Linked DNA regions of Mus musculus: all the other regions are linked to region 1. A link is a contact called in public promoter capture Hi-C data. All regions are on one chromosome and are shown on one strand. The core of a region is the stretch at or near the end of the contact, and the rest is flanking DNA. Distances in the headings are between cores, read along the strand shown. Region 1 holds the start of Syn3 (synapsin III). Region 2 holds the start of Spic (Spi-C transcription factor (Spi-1/PU.1 related)). Region 3 holds the start of Mybpc1 (myosin binding protein C, slow-type).

What was found. Promoter capture Hi-C pulls out the DNA fragments that hold promoters and counts their contacts.
Region 2: a promoter capture Hi-C map of pre-B cells shows a contact between it and region 1, with 7 times the contacts expected there. The contact joins the promoter of Spic here to the promoter of Syn3 in region 1. A contact is called at or near these places in 3 of 39 promoter capture datasets (the C10 cell line, liver and pre-B cells) and 1 of 9 other capture datasets (pancreatic islet).
Region 3: a contact with region 1 is called in a promoter capture Hi-C map of liver, with 5 times the contacts expected there. The contact joins the promoter of Mybpc1 here to the promoter of Syn3 in region 1. A contact is called at or near these places in 4 of 39 promoter capture datasets (hippocampal neurons, liver and pre-B cells).

Annotation. Positions count from the first base shown.
Region 1 is chr10:86,496,256-86,500,927 of GRCm38.p6, reverse strand. Syn3 (synapsin III) reads left to right here and starts at 2,032. Exons shown (of 14, transcript NM_013722.3): 1 at 2,032-2,138.
Region 2 is chr10:88,680,905-88,685,576 of GRCm38.p6, reverse strand. Spic (Spi-C transcription factor (Spi-1/PU.1 related)) reads left to right here and starts at 2,554. Exons shown (of 6, transcript NM_011461.3): 1 at 2,554-2,602.
Region 3 is chr10:88,603,024-88,607,695 of GRCm38.p6, reverse strand. It overlaps Mybpc1 (myosin binding protein C, slow-type), which reads left to right and starts at 2,544. Exons shown (of 29, transcript NM_175418.5): 1 at 2,544-2,795. The coding sequence starts at 2,771.

The DNA of each region.
Region 1 (4,672 bases), core at 783-3,282:
GGAAAAATGGTAGGGTGAGGTACAGGGTGGCCAGAAGGATGAAACTTGAGGAACAGGCAGAGATCATGGGAGCACTGGGTCTGGCCACTGTGATTCAGGACTGCATGGTCCAGTCTCTTTAGAATGCTGCCGCTGTCATTGTCACCCTGAGCAGCCTCCTGTACAATCTATCTTCTTCTTTTGTTACTATTGGTTGAGTGAGCATTCTGTCCTAAGGATTGGAGGTGAATGGCAGATGGGACAAACTGTGGAAGATTCTGTCCCGGGGAATAGTCAGGCTTTCACGCAGTGAAAATTAACCATCAAAAAGATGGAGAGATACAGGGAGTGGAGATATGGTTCAGTGGTTAAGAGTATGCACTGCCCTTGCAGGAGGCCTGAGTTCAGTTCTAAGCACCCAGGTGTAACCCCTGCTCCAGGCAGGTCCCTTTCTCTGATCTCTGCATCTCTACAGGAACCTGTACTCATGTTCACAAGCCTACATACACATAATTAAAAATAAGTAACTCATTTTTAAAATATATGGAAGTAAAAAATAAATGACATTTTCTAGAAAGCAATCCTTTAGCTGGTGCTCAGCTTGCTGCTGCTGATGGTTGAGAAGCAATGACTTGGCATCTTCTACCTCACAAGTCCTTGTACAACCTACAGGGCCAAACCCAGAGATTTATGAAATCATCTGCTGTTTCTCCGAATTTAAACCTTTCAGGTGAGAACAGTAGGGGCAAAGGGATTGCTTCTCCGGGGGCTGATTACTGTTTGTAGGCCTCTTTCATTATTCAAGGTTCATGCACAGAAATAAAAATGCTAAGTGGCACTGACCTCCAGGGCATGATGGAAGAATACCATTAATGGAAAAACCCTTGGTGATGTATACTGAGCACTGCTCAGCAAACACTGACCCTGCATTGAATCTGCACCTTTTCTTATATATAGTGCAATCAAACATAAGTACTCGTGCAGTAATTTGCCTGGCTTCTCTTCTAAACCTTTGTCCAACTCCTTCCTTCCTTAGAAACGGAAGGTTCTTTAGAATTCTTGTCCTGGCAAGAATTCCCCTTCCATTTTTCCAAGTACTTTTTCTGTGCACCTTTAACACCAGTGGTGTTTTTTTTTTAAATAACTACATTTATAGGTCTTTATATTGCAGCTAGAAATGGATGTGGTGTCACGTGTCTTTTAACTCAGCACTCAAGAGACAGAGGCAGGTGGACCTCTATGAGTTTGAGGCCAGCCTGGTCTACATAGTGAGTTCCAGGCCAGCCAGAACTACATAGAGAAACCCTGTCTCTAAAATCAAACCAAATACTGGAGGACAGAGAGCCTTAAAGGAGACCTGCTTTGAATTTCTGAGGGACCTTGAGGCATAGAAGTGACACATGAGACAGGGACCTGCCAAATATCCTCCCATTCTGTGCTGGTTAAGCTTTTCAATTGCCTTATTTTCCAATCTGTAATTTCTTTTAACCTTGTAGTCTTAATTCTCATCTCACAAATCTCCTCTATGGAGAGGCCTGGCATAGTCCCGACATCCCTTTTGTGTTCTCATTACACATCTCTATCAGTTTACAGCAAGCTGACATTATCTTTTGTTTGTGCACTTGTATGTAACCAACTCCTCCTCATGCCATCCCCAGCCAGGGTAAGAGCTTAGCTCCTTGTGCTTGTACTCCTATGACATTTGCTGACAGCTGACTCACTGGTCTCTCAGAAGCTCCTACTAAGGCCCAGGGAAGTCAGGTGACTTTCTCCAAGCTGGCTTCCTAGGATACTGAACTGCATTATTCACACTCCCTGAGGGGCATCTCAATCCTCCTGGGATGAAGAAAGATCGTCCACTTGGCCACTTGAGGCCAGCAACAGCAAAGCTTGCTTGCTCTAGCAACTTTCCCTACCTGGCTGGCGAGGGAAAGCCTAGAGACTGAGAAAGGAGGGGCTTGAGGGGCGGGCCTGGATGCAGGGCCCCTGTTGGCCCAGCCAATGGGCTCTCCGGCGTAGGGAGACCAGTCTGCCCAGAGGAGGCGCTCACGTACTGTGCAGGGCAGAGGCAGAGCGCGCAAGCTGCAGCGCTCCCGCAGATCCTGTAATTGGCGGCGCCAGTCCGAGGTACACACGGGCCACCGTAGCTGGCACTGTCGGTAAGCCAAGGCAAAGTGGAGTAGGTGGGTTTTCTGGCCTTAGGGAGCACTCACCCCGAATCCGAGCTGTTGGTGCGTCCTCGGGCAGTGCTACTTCCCCATAAGCTCTCTCTTTTGTTAGCCGAATGTTGATGCTGCATGTTGGTGGGGTGCAGGTGCTCCGTGAGCCCGGAGTGCCACCCTCCGGTCCCAGGCTGCTGCTGCCGGTCCCTAGCACTGGTCCCTGTAGAGTACCGGAACCCTGGGGCCCTCAAAGCTATGACTACTGAGGTATTCAACCCAACATCCAGACCTGTCCCGGAAAAGAGCTTCCTCTGGGAAGCTGAGACCACAACAGATACTGGTGCTCTGCACTGGATCCCAGCACCTGCTCTAGGCAGGTCCCTCAGGACCTGTTGCCTTGGGTCTGGGGCTCAGATCTGTTGCGCAGTCTTCTATTTCCAGCTATCCTGAGACGAAGGAAAAAACCTTGGAGGGTTTTCCTGGCCAGGCTAAGACTAACACTGCTGGAGCGCCCTGGTTATTTATTCATGACTTACTTGGCTGTAAGCCAGACACTATGCTCTCAGCTCTAGCGGCCTTAAAGGAATCTCAGGAGTTGCTGGGGCCTACCAGGGATGATAGGATAGGAGGGATTGCAGTGTGGTGTAGTGCAGACAGCAAGAGGTGGGTGGGTCGTGATGCAGCCTGGAAGACACACAGAGACTGGAGAGTTTGCCAGCCTGAGAGCTGTGGAATCAGAGGCATCAGGGACAGGAAGAATTTCAGGTAGATTTTCCCATGTGCAGACGAAAGAAGTGAAGAACTCAGAATCTCAGCTAATCAAACAGCAGATTGCACAGTAGAACCAGGACTTGCAGATGGGACCTAAACTGCAAGGTAGAAGGGGCTAGCCAAAAATGTACACAATCTAGAGATGCATGCAGCCTGACAAGTTTATCCTAGGACACGGGAGGCTGGGAAAGAATTCCAGCTGATCCCACAGCCACTCTGCTAGCTCTGTGGACAGTGACTGGAGCTGGCATCTTCAAGCTAGTAAGTTGTGAAAAGCTGGTTTTCAGGCAACGTGGCTGCAAATACTCTGGCCCCTTAAGGCTGACTATCTGACAGGGGCTCTGTAACCCTAGCTTCTGGGCATGAATTCAGGCAGGGAGATGCTGTCATGTGATGCTTGCTCCTGTCATTGTATTGGAAGCTGTGGCCTCTATCTTGTCATCGGGGATAGCCCTTGGGGAGTTGGATAGAGCATCTGTGCTCACTTTCTGATGCCTGGTCCCTGTGTGAGAACTTCTGCCTTACCTGGGCTTACCTTTCTATCTTCCAGGGCCAAGGGGCTGCTGTTTGGGTTGCCATATAGAGACTGGTATAGCGGCAATAAAAAAGGCTCCTAGGAAGTGAGACCAGAAAGCCACTTCATCTATTTGCCTTAAAGACATTTTTGACCTTGTGGGTCTCTCTCTCTCTCTCTCTCTCTCTCTCTCTCTCTCTCTCTCTCTGTGTGTGTGTGTGTGTGTGTGTGTGTGTGTGTGTGTGTGAGGAGATTATTTTACCTAGTTGTCATAAGCAAGGTTCCTTGTTTAAAAGGTCAGAGATGCTAAGCTAGTCACTTTTAAATTGTTAATTTGCCTTAACCTAGAATGCCCAAGGAATAACATCTCGATGAGGGATTGATGTCTAGATGAGACTGCCCTGTACGTACATCTGTCAGATAATGCCTTTATTTGTCAGTTGATTCATGGGAAGTCCTAGCTCATGGTGAGCCATGCTCCTCTCTGATAGTGAGTCCTGGATGGTGTAGGTATGGAGGAAGGACGCTGGACAGTAGGCAAGTGTTTATTCTTTCTCTGCCTTGCTTGTAGCTATGATCCGCTCCCACAAGTTCCTGCCAGCTTGACATACCCCCAAAATACGGTCTGTAGCCTGAACTTGTGAATTAAAATAAACCCTTTCTTACCCAAGTTGCTTTGTGATATTTTAGCACGGCAGCTGGAATGGACACAGAACTGGTGCATGTCTGGGTACCAGTAGTTGCTCTACCGTTCAAGTGAATACACAGTGGGGGTAGTGGGGCCAGGCACAGGTAGACACTGGTCCATGACGGAGGGGAAAAGCAGATTCAGGCTACCCTCTGAGGCTTTCGAAAGCCACACTAACCAGCCAGTAAGTATGGTGTGCCCACCGAGGGGTTCAACTTAAGGTGTCCCGTCAGCCAAACAGTTTCTAAACAGAGACACATATATGAGCTATAAGCAGTCAGAACTCCTGGCTGCTGGACATTAGGAGGTAACACGCATCTTGGTCTTGTGGGGAGGACGTGGATGTTTTTCTACGCCATTGATTCTCTGTGTCACTGTATGACATTGGGAAAAAAAATGAGGATGGTTTGGACTGGTCACTTAGAATGTTTCCCTGGCTTTTGAATTTCTTTACTGCCTCTGAAAGTACATGCTGAGCTCGGCGACTTATTACTGTGAGACATCTTTACTAATAACCCCAGTGACTAGAGACTCCTACCGAGTGCTTGTTAGGTATGT
Region 2 (4,672 bases), core at 1,305-3,804, 2.2 Mb before region 1:
AAAAACCAAAACAATCAACAACAACAACAAAAAAAACAAAACCAAAAAGAAAAAAACCCTTTTACATGAGGGTTTCAAATGTCCACCATCTGATGGTGGCCAAGGTTGGGAGGAATCAGAAGAGGCAATAATGAGAAGAGAAAGTACAGGCCAAGGCTACACAGAGAAACCCTTTCTCGAAAAACAAAACAAAACAAAACAAAAAAACAAAAACAAAAAAACAAACCAAAAAACAAAAAACTGTATGTCTCCAACATGGGGGAAGACTTGGTGGGGCTTGGGATCCAATAAAAATAAACCAACGTGAGAGATTCGGGTTCTACTTTGTTACTTTAAAGTCTACATTTGATAAGAGGAGCTGTTCACTGTATTTGCATGACAGACAGTCTCAGGCAGGAAACTTGTTCCATCTCAAAGGTGAGCACACGCCCTTCTTGACCTTCCCACCCACAAGATTTACTGATTCTTTTGTTTACTTGCTTGTTTGGATGTCCCCCGGCCAAATGGGAAAGTGCTTAAAAGTAGGTCCAAGTCAAGTCTGTGTCAGTCAAACCAGAGGATGCCAGAGGAGTTTGTCCCCATCTTGCACTGGCGGACACAGTGTTGGACAGGTAAGTGAACTGGATGCATGGGAAGGGTGTGTACCTAACCTTAGAGCTAAGTAAGCTTTGCTGCTCTTCATCCATGCCTGCAGTATCTGAGAAACATCAGCTATCCAGAGAGTGGATCATTTAGGTGCCCTTCTGTGTAAAGCAATCTCAATGCCAAGGAAAGAGAATAGTCTAGATTTCTAGGTCTTTCTCCTTCTCCTTTTCTTGCTTCTCTTATCCTCCCCCCATCTCTCTCTCTATCACACACACAGACACACACTTTGTGTGTTTAGACCAGGAGATGCAGGGTGGGCTGGGCATCGCCATGTAGCTGTACAGATGGCAGATGGTTGTGATGGGCACACTGTGGCTGATGTCACACTGTGACTGATGGCATACTGGATGATGGCACACTGTGGATGATGGCGCACTGTGACTGATGGCACACTGGATGATGGCACACTGTGGGTGATGGCACACTGTGGATGATGGCACAGTGGATGATGGCACAGTGGATGATGGCACACTGTGGATGATGGCACAGTGGATGATGGCACACTGTGGATGATGGCACAGTGGATGATGGCACACTGTGGATGATGGCACACTGTGGATGATGGCACACTGGATGATGGCACACTGTGAATGATGGCACACTAGATGATGGCACACTGTGGATGATGGCACACTGTGGATGATGGCACACTGTGGATGATGGCACACTGCGGATGATGGCACACTGTGGATGATGGCACACTGTGGATGATGGCACACTGTGGATGATGGCACACTGGATGATGGCACACTGTGAATGATGGCACACTAGATGATGGCACACTGTGGATGATGGCACACTGCGGATGATGGCACACTGTGGATGATGGCACACTGTGTAGCTGATGAGCACACTATAGCTGAAGAGCTCACTGTAGCTGATGGTTGTGAGCCATCATATGGTTGATGGGAATTGAGCTCCAGCCCTGCTTGCTCCAGCCCAAAGATTTATTTATTATATGTAAATGCACTGTAGCTGTCACCAGAAAAGGATGTCAGATCTCATTATGGATGGTTGTGAGCCACCTTGTAGTTTGCTGGGACTTGAACTCAGGACCTTCGGTAGAGCAGTCAGTGCTCTTAACGGCTGGGCCATCTCTCCAGTCTGCAGCCAGTGTTCTTAACTTCTGAGTCATCTCCCCTTTTCTTTTCCTTTCTTTTCTTGAGTTGTAGCCCTTTCCTTCTTGTGATGTGATGTAGCCCAGGCTGTTCTTAAACGTACAGTGGTCCTCCCGCCTCTCCTGAGTAGTACGTAAGCCTGATACTGAGTGTGATACTACAATTAGTCTTTTGAAGGAGTCAGTTCTCTCTTCCACTCTGTAAGTTTGGGAGCTGAACGTAGCTCATCAGGTTTGAACGTAAGAGTCTTGACTTTGTCTCAGGTCTCCTTTAAACTCCCTCTTGAGTCAACTGTGAGAACTAAGCTTTAGGTTGGTCACACCAAATGCTGTCATGTGGGGGCTGGGGCTCTAAGTCTCAAAGGAAGGGTTACAATCAAGTGCTGGTTTATTGTGGGGAGCCTGATCTAAAGGGCTCGTAGGCAGGCTGTTGAGAAGAAGTCCATAGTCTAGAGTGTGAAGTCCAAAACTGGGAGAGATGATATAAGTGAGAAAAGAGGGGTGGCTAAGGTCAGAGGTTTCTGGATGGAGTTAGCAGCTCAGAGGAGTGAGTGGAGTGTTGGGGGGGGGGGGAGAATGTTGTGGGGACTGGGTGCTGAGCCTTGAGTTTGATTCTAATGCCCCAGAGAATGCTAACTATTACATGTCCTTTCAAAATAATAGCCCCTGGTGTCTTACTTGGTCACATCAAGAAGTAGAATTATGCAGGCACTGTGCCTTTTAAAAAAAATCCCCTTTGCAGCACTTCCTTAAAAAATAGCTATTTAATGCGACTCTGCCAGGGTGTTGTTGATAGCGTCCTTGACATTTCAGTACAGATATCGCCACTTGGTTTTCCTGGTAAGTGTTCAGTTTATGTCTTCCCTGAACCTTTGTATTAAGTGTTCCATTTTCTCCTTGGGATGAATGTTTCTTGGGCTATTGTTTTACTGTCTGTTCCGCTGCGAGAAATAGTAAGCCATTGATAAGCTAAAGCTGAATCATCAGTTGAAATACTGCTTGGAATGGAAAGGCAGGCTTGAGGCTGTAGAGGCTGTGGGTCTTTATAACACAAACTCTAATTAAACTGATTAAGCTCCTTTATTTACAGTTCATAGAAACCTTGTTTTCGGGAGCTAGTAAAAAGAGTTTGCTTCTATTCTCATACTCTAGGCGCTGTTAAAGAGTGAGTTCAAAATACAATAACCTTCAGCACTACAGGGTGAGGTCATAGTTTAAAAGTCATGAATGGCTTTTTAAAAAATACCTAACACTGATAGTATTCATTTGATGGGTGGGCTAGCGCACGACGACAATCTCAGCATTTGGGAGGCTGATACAAGAAGATTGGCAAGTTTAAGACCAGTTTGGACTACAGAATGAGTGTGTGATCTTAGACCAGGCTACACTGTCATTGTGTGAAAAGAGTAAAGAGATCACCCCCCACCCCACCCCCAAAAAAAGAACATAGCCTAAACTATAATTTATACATTTTCTTTTCTTTTTTTCTTTCTTTTTTTTTTTTTTTTTTCGAGACAGGGTTTCTCTCTATAGCCCTGGCTGTCCTGGAACTCACTCTGTAGATCAGGCTGGCCTCGAACTCAGAAATCCGCCTGCCTCTGCCTTCCAAGTGCTGGGATTAAAGGTGTGCGCCACCAACGCCTGGCTTCTTATGTTTTCTTTTAAGTGATCTAGTGCAAAGATGATGTATTGTCATCTCACTGTATTAATCAGTATTAAATGTTGAATATTAAGTAATACTAAAGAGTATCAGCTAGGATTACAGGGTAAGAACTTGAGCCTATGTTTAATGATGAAGTAATCTGTGTTAAAGTCCCACACTTTCTTATGTGGCTTTTCTTTGTTACACCATTCAGCAAGTCACATGAGGATGGAGAACTTAAGGTCATCTCTGACAACCGGTGTCTTAGAGAAAATACAAATCTCAAGAAGGGATAATAATAGCGTGAATCTTTCTTCCTTGAGAAAAAAAGAAAAAGTCACACACAGCCTCTAACTCACAGAAACCCAGTGTTTACTGGAACTCTACACCACCATGCCCCGTGTATAAAATAAGTCGTTGGAATTCTTAAATATGTTCCAGTTATTTCTGTGTCATCAATTACGCAGCGACAGTGATTAACATCAGCTGTCTTCACATTTAAGAAGTTAGAGGAGCCGAGTCAATGGCTCTGCAGGCAAATGTGCTTCTGCTGTGAACTTGAAGACCAGAGTTTAAATTTCCAGAACTCCCACTAGTTAGGTTTTTGCTGCCTGAGTACAAAGTCATCTGGGAAGAAGAAACTTAATTGAGGAAATGTCTCAATTAAGCTGGCTTATGGGTCAGCCTGTAGATCTTTTTATTAATTAATGATTTTATGTGAGAGGGGCTTTGACCACTGCAGGTGATGCTACCCCCCTCGGCAGGTGGTCCTGAGTTAGGTAAGAAAGCGAGCAAGCTGAACAAGTACATCCTCTGTGGTGTATGTCCTGACAACCCTGGATGATGTCAAAGGAAGGTTAGATGAAATAAAGCCTTGTCTCTCAAGTTGCTTTGGTCAGGGTGTTTTATCCTAGTACCAGAGACCAAACGAGTATAGTTTGTCAGGGTGTGGTAGCCTCCTGTAACCTCGAGACATGAGACAGGCGGCACCAGCTGGTTAACTAGACCCAATCAGCAAGCTCTGGGGCACATGAGAGATCCTGCTTCCTTATGTAAGGAAGAGAGTGGCGGAGGAAGACACTGGGCATCAACTTCTGCTCTCTATACATAAGCATGCAAGAGCAGCTTCATGTGCATGCCTGCTCTCTCTCTCTCTCTCTCTCTCCCTCTCTCTCTCTCTCTCTCACACACACACACACACACACACACACACACACACACACACACACACAGTGATAGAAAAGTGAAATATTCAGATTGTGGCATCT
Region 3 (4,672 bases), core at 1,295-3,794, 2.1 Mb before region 1:
TGTTTTGCCTGTGGGTATTTATGTGTATGATATGTGTACCTGGTGACCTCGGAGGTCAGAAGAGGGCATCACAGATCCTAGAACTAGAGTTATGAACCACCATGTTGGGCACTGGGGAGCAAATGTGGCTTTTGGTCAGAGCAAGAAGTGGTCCAATTGCCACAGCAAACTCTTGAGTCCCCCTAAGAGAATTTTGACATCATTTCCACTGTGTTCTCCAAGCTACTCTCAAAATGCCAGGCTAAGTGATCCCCCTGCCTCAGCCTCTACATGATACACACATGTGCATGATGCCAAGGTGACTGGGGAAAGGGCATTTTTTTTTCTTCTGGCTGTGACATTGCCTGACTTTCTGATGATTCTGAACTATCTGCTTTTGGCCTCGCTTTATGCCAGCAAGGAGTATTCCTTTCTTGATTGAATTGTTGCTGTTTTGTAGTGTGTGTGTGTGTGTGTGTGTGTGTGTGTGTGTGTGTGTGTGTGTATTATGGTTCGGTAACTCTCTTTCCTGAGAGTCTGCAAATACACATTATTCTAATTTTTAAAAATCCTCACATTAACTGCCCTATAAACCATGCAGCTCTTTGTCTTTGAACTCGGCTAGCCTTTCAACTCCTCCAATATCATTTTCTCTTTGTAGTGAAGTCCCCTGTTACCAACAAGTCCTCCAGGTCATAAAATACTTTCTCCAAGGACTGTAGTATTTCCTGGCATGTGTTTGCTTCAGTAAAACGATCAGTGTATTAAAAGCCCTCAGGGCCCCTGCTGAAGCAAAGATGGCCCCGCAGCTCCTTCGGGGCATGTGTGAAATCCGTGTCACAAACATCCCTCTGCAGCACAGCATTCTGCAGAGCTTCTGTCCATCTCACAGGACACACTCAGCGTGCTGGGAGTGCTGGGGATTCTGGGAAAGGGATTCCTTTTTAGGGCCCTTCCACCATAGCAAACATCTCAATGTCAGCGGTATCGCAGCCTCTAAGGTTAGTTTTAAAACTCCTTCTTTTGCACAAGAGGAAACTGAGGTACAGATTGCCAGCCAGACGTCCTTCCAGCAACTCGGCTGGTTTACACCAGGTCCGTGAATAGAACCTGAGGCCCTGACTTTAGATTCTAGATTCTTTAACTCTTTTAATGTATTAACTGACATCCCCATGGTAGACACAGGTAGGCTCTTTGTCCTTCTTTCAAGCCAGGTCTAACGTGATATTCAGAATATACTGTTCTGTGGTTGACATTAACCCATTGTCATCTAAGAGCAAAGAGTCTGTTTGAAAGGCGAATGGCGTGTTCAGTAGAACAAGAGAAGGCTTTCTTAACAGGGGGGTATTCGTTGAAAGTGCTGTCCAGCCTGCCTCTCTGACTTCCCGCATAGCTAACTCATGATGCTATTGAGAGCTAGAGTTCCCATCCGTATATGAAAACCTAGCTTGGCACGGTGCTTGGTAGAACTAAGTCTGCCCAGCTGTGCTCTCAGTCACAGGGGAAATTAACCGAGACAATGTGGCTGGTTCGGGACATTCTGTTAAAAACACATGTGGTCTCATTAGTTCCTCTAGGTTTCAGGCTAAGTGACCAAGTCTGATACCTTCTGTGACTGTCTTGGATTATATTTTTGGGCCCATTTGCCATCTTAATAATCACTGTTCTGTTTACTCATGGTGTTCTGGGGAAGCCATTTGTCACCGTGAATCAAAACATTGTCTGGTCTATCTGACTTTCTTTACTTATGTTGCACATGTACAGTTTAGTGGTGTGTGTGTGTGTGTGTGTGTGTGTGTGTGTGTGTGTGTGTGTGTGTGTATTTCACAAAGCTATGAAACCATTCCCACACTCCAATTCCAGAACACCTTCATCATTGCCAGGAAAAGCTTTGCATTCATGTGCCTTCAGTTCTAATTCTACTTCCCCTAGCCTGTGACAATCACTTAAGTTATTTGCCAATGTTATATGTTTACCTAGGCAGGATATTTCATGAAAGTATGGTTGGATAACTTGACTGTATAACCTATATTTTATTGCTGGTTTCTCTCAAGTTCTATTCACATTGTGGCATATCTGTTTGTTCCATTCTTGTTTATATGCTTGTAATTTTAAAAAGAATATCTGTCTCTTGAAAATGTTGCAAGAGCAATGTATCCTAAAATAGACAGCTTTGCTATTCTTAGTAGAGAGAATGAAACAAAATATTTAACTGACTAGTTAACATTGGTGTAGAAATACAATAAAAATTTTTAATCTCATTAACTAAGAAATAAGGAAAATGAACAAATAATGTGGGCATAAAAATGATCTTCTTAATATACCTTAAAAAAAGTTTTAATAAAAATTAAGAGAGAAGCCAGGCTCATGTAGTATGATTTTCATCTATTTATTTCATCGCCCAGAAAACTCCGTGCACTGCTGAGTCGGCACACGCTTCTGTGGAACAGGCAGAGAACAGGAAAGAGCACGAGGCACAGCTGAATTTAGAAAGTTAGAGATGCTCGCATCTGCCACACGAGACGGACAGGAGAGTCCTTCCAGCAGGCGGGAGAGCGGAGCGCAGACAACAGATGTGAGAAAGGTCCCAGAGCTGTCAGGTTTCAGCATCCTTGTGCCGAAGTAGGGAGGCGCCAACATGATTGATGGTCGGAGCCTGTATAAAACCGGTCCACCTCTAAGCAGCTGCTTGTCACACTGACCCACACCATCTCTCTGCTGCCCTTGGGGTTTCTGTCAACCGCTGCTAGAAAGGAGAAAACCTTTTGGAGAGTAATCTTTTGTTGTGGTCATGCCAGAACCCACTAAGAAAGAGGGTAAGAACACCTATAAATATTCTTCTTATGGTCTCTAATATTTATTTTAGTATTTATTTTTAAACAGTTGTCTGATTGTTTTTTAAAAAAAGACTATAAAACAGTAGAATTACTGGGGTACAAAGATTTTAAAAAATGGGTGTGAAAAGACCAGAAGACTATATAATTAACTGAGAAATATCTGAAAAAGTTTATAAAGTTATATTGATTCCAATGATTAAATGGAAAATGTATTATTCAATTTCAAAAGGTCCTTAAAATGCTTACATGAAAGATGTTAACTGCTCACGGTAAGAAGGCTGCATTTTCAAGCTGTTTTTTTTTTAACTTTGTTTCTCTAAATTTCCACCTTGTGTTTGCAGTGTGCAGTGCTTGGAACATCGGATGTTTTTTCAAGCACTTTATAAATTTGGTCAAGTTTTCAAATAATAAGAATCTGTGATATTATTTGTAGTTTTTCTTCTTTTTCACAGAAAGGCATTTGAAATATACAAATAAGAATTCTTCTTTGATTGTCCTTTGGGAGCCCAGCTTTGAAATTTCTTGCTGGGAAAGAAATTTTTTCTGAATATGAGTGGTAGGTTGCACCTCTCCTGAGTTTTGCGGCATACAATCTTAAAATATGTAGCCTTTAAGAAAATAACTAAGAATAAAAACGAAAGACAATTAAAGAGTAGTCTTCATTAGAAGAAAAACTTCTCCTTTCTATAAAAAGATCAGTATTTTAAAATTTCTGGTTAGTAATGGAATTAAATTAGTGTTAGAGGTTATGAAAATAATGAAAATGTACATTCTCATTAATACATTAACTTCTAGTGGAAACATCTTTTATAACTATTACCTCATACTCTGGTTTCCCTTGGGATGACATAAATCTTTCACCCCTTACTAAAGACTGCAGAGGAGAGGAATACCTTTGAGTCTTGAGCCAAGTTTTTGATGAGCCAAGTTTTTGACAAGCCAAGTTTTTGATGTTTTGCTTCTTTGGAACTAATACAAAAATGCAAATATTTGAATCAAATCCGTTTCACTTGGGCTTTTTGAATCTTTTTTTTTTTTTTATTTCTCCTCTGTAAATAAAAGCATACTTGCACACACACAGACACACGTACACAGGCTTAGAGGTGAACATAAAAAACAATATTTAGACTTTTCATTTTTAATCTTGAAAAGTGTTTGTTGCCGTTATTGTGAAGAACTTTGCAAGAGATGCCACATGTTAAAGCTGAAGTTGAGCTACTAACCGAGTTCTGAAAAGGCTTTTAAGTATTTTTTCTTTATGTAATTAGGTAGTCAGTGCTGACAGGTTGGGGTGATCAGTTACAGGTTGGCCCTATTTAGTGGCAGGGAGCATTGATGGATGAAGTCTTTCTCCCAAAATAACCACACCAAATGCATGCATTAATATGGGAACTTAATCCCAACTCCGGGGGGAAATGTGTGTGTGTGTGTGTGTGTGTGTGTGTGTGTGTGTGTCCAACCCCTGCGAAAGTGTCTTCTTTGTAATGCAAATGATTTACATGAGTATTAAATGTCCCTTTTATCTGATGGGTCACTTGACCTGCCTCTTCAAGGCTTACTTGGATGAAACGCCTTTTATGGTTCCTAACTGAAAACAGAAGATTATTTTAAAACGGTCTGAACGGCATCTGTTGTTTGAAATCCCAACTGAAAACAACAAGAAAGCTCGAAGATTAATAAGTCAGGTGCTAGGCTGCGGAACCAATAAAGCAAATTCAATTATTCTGCCTGCTGGATGAAAGGGTTGGTTTGTGTTTGCTTTGACGACTTGATCCAAATCTATTCTGCATTTAGAAAGAATGAGATTAGAGAGCTTAGAAAGAAGATATAATTTTTTTGTACTCATATATATTTTA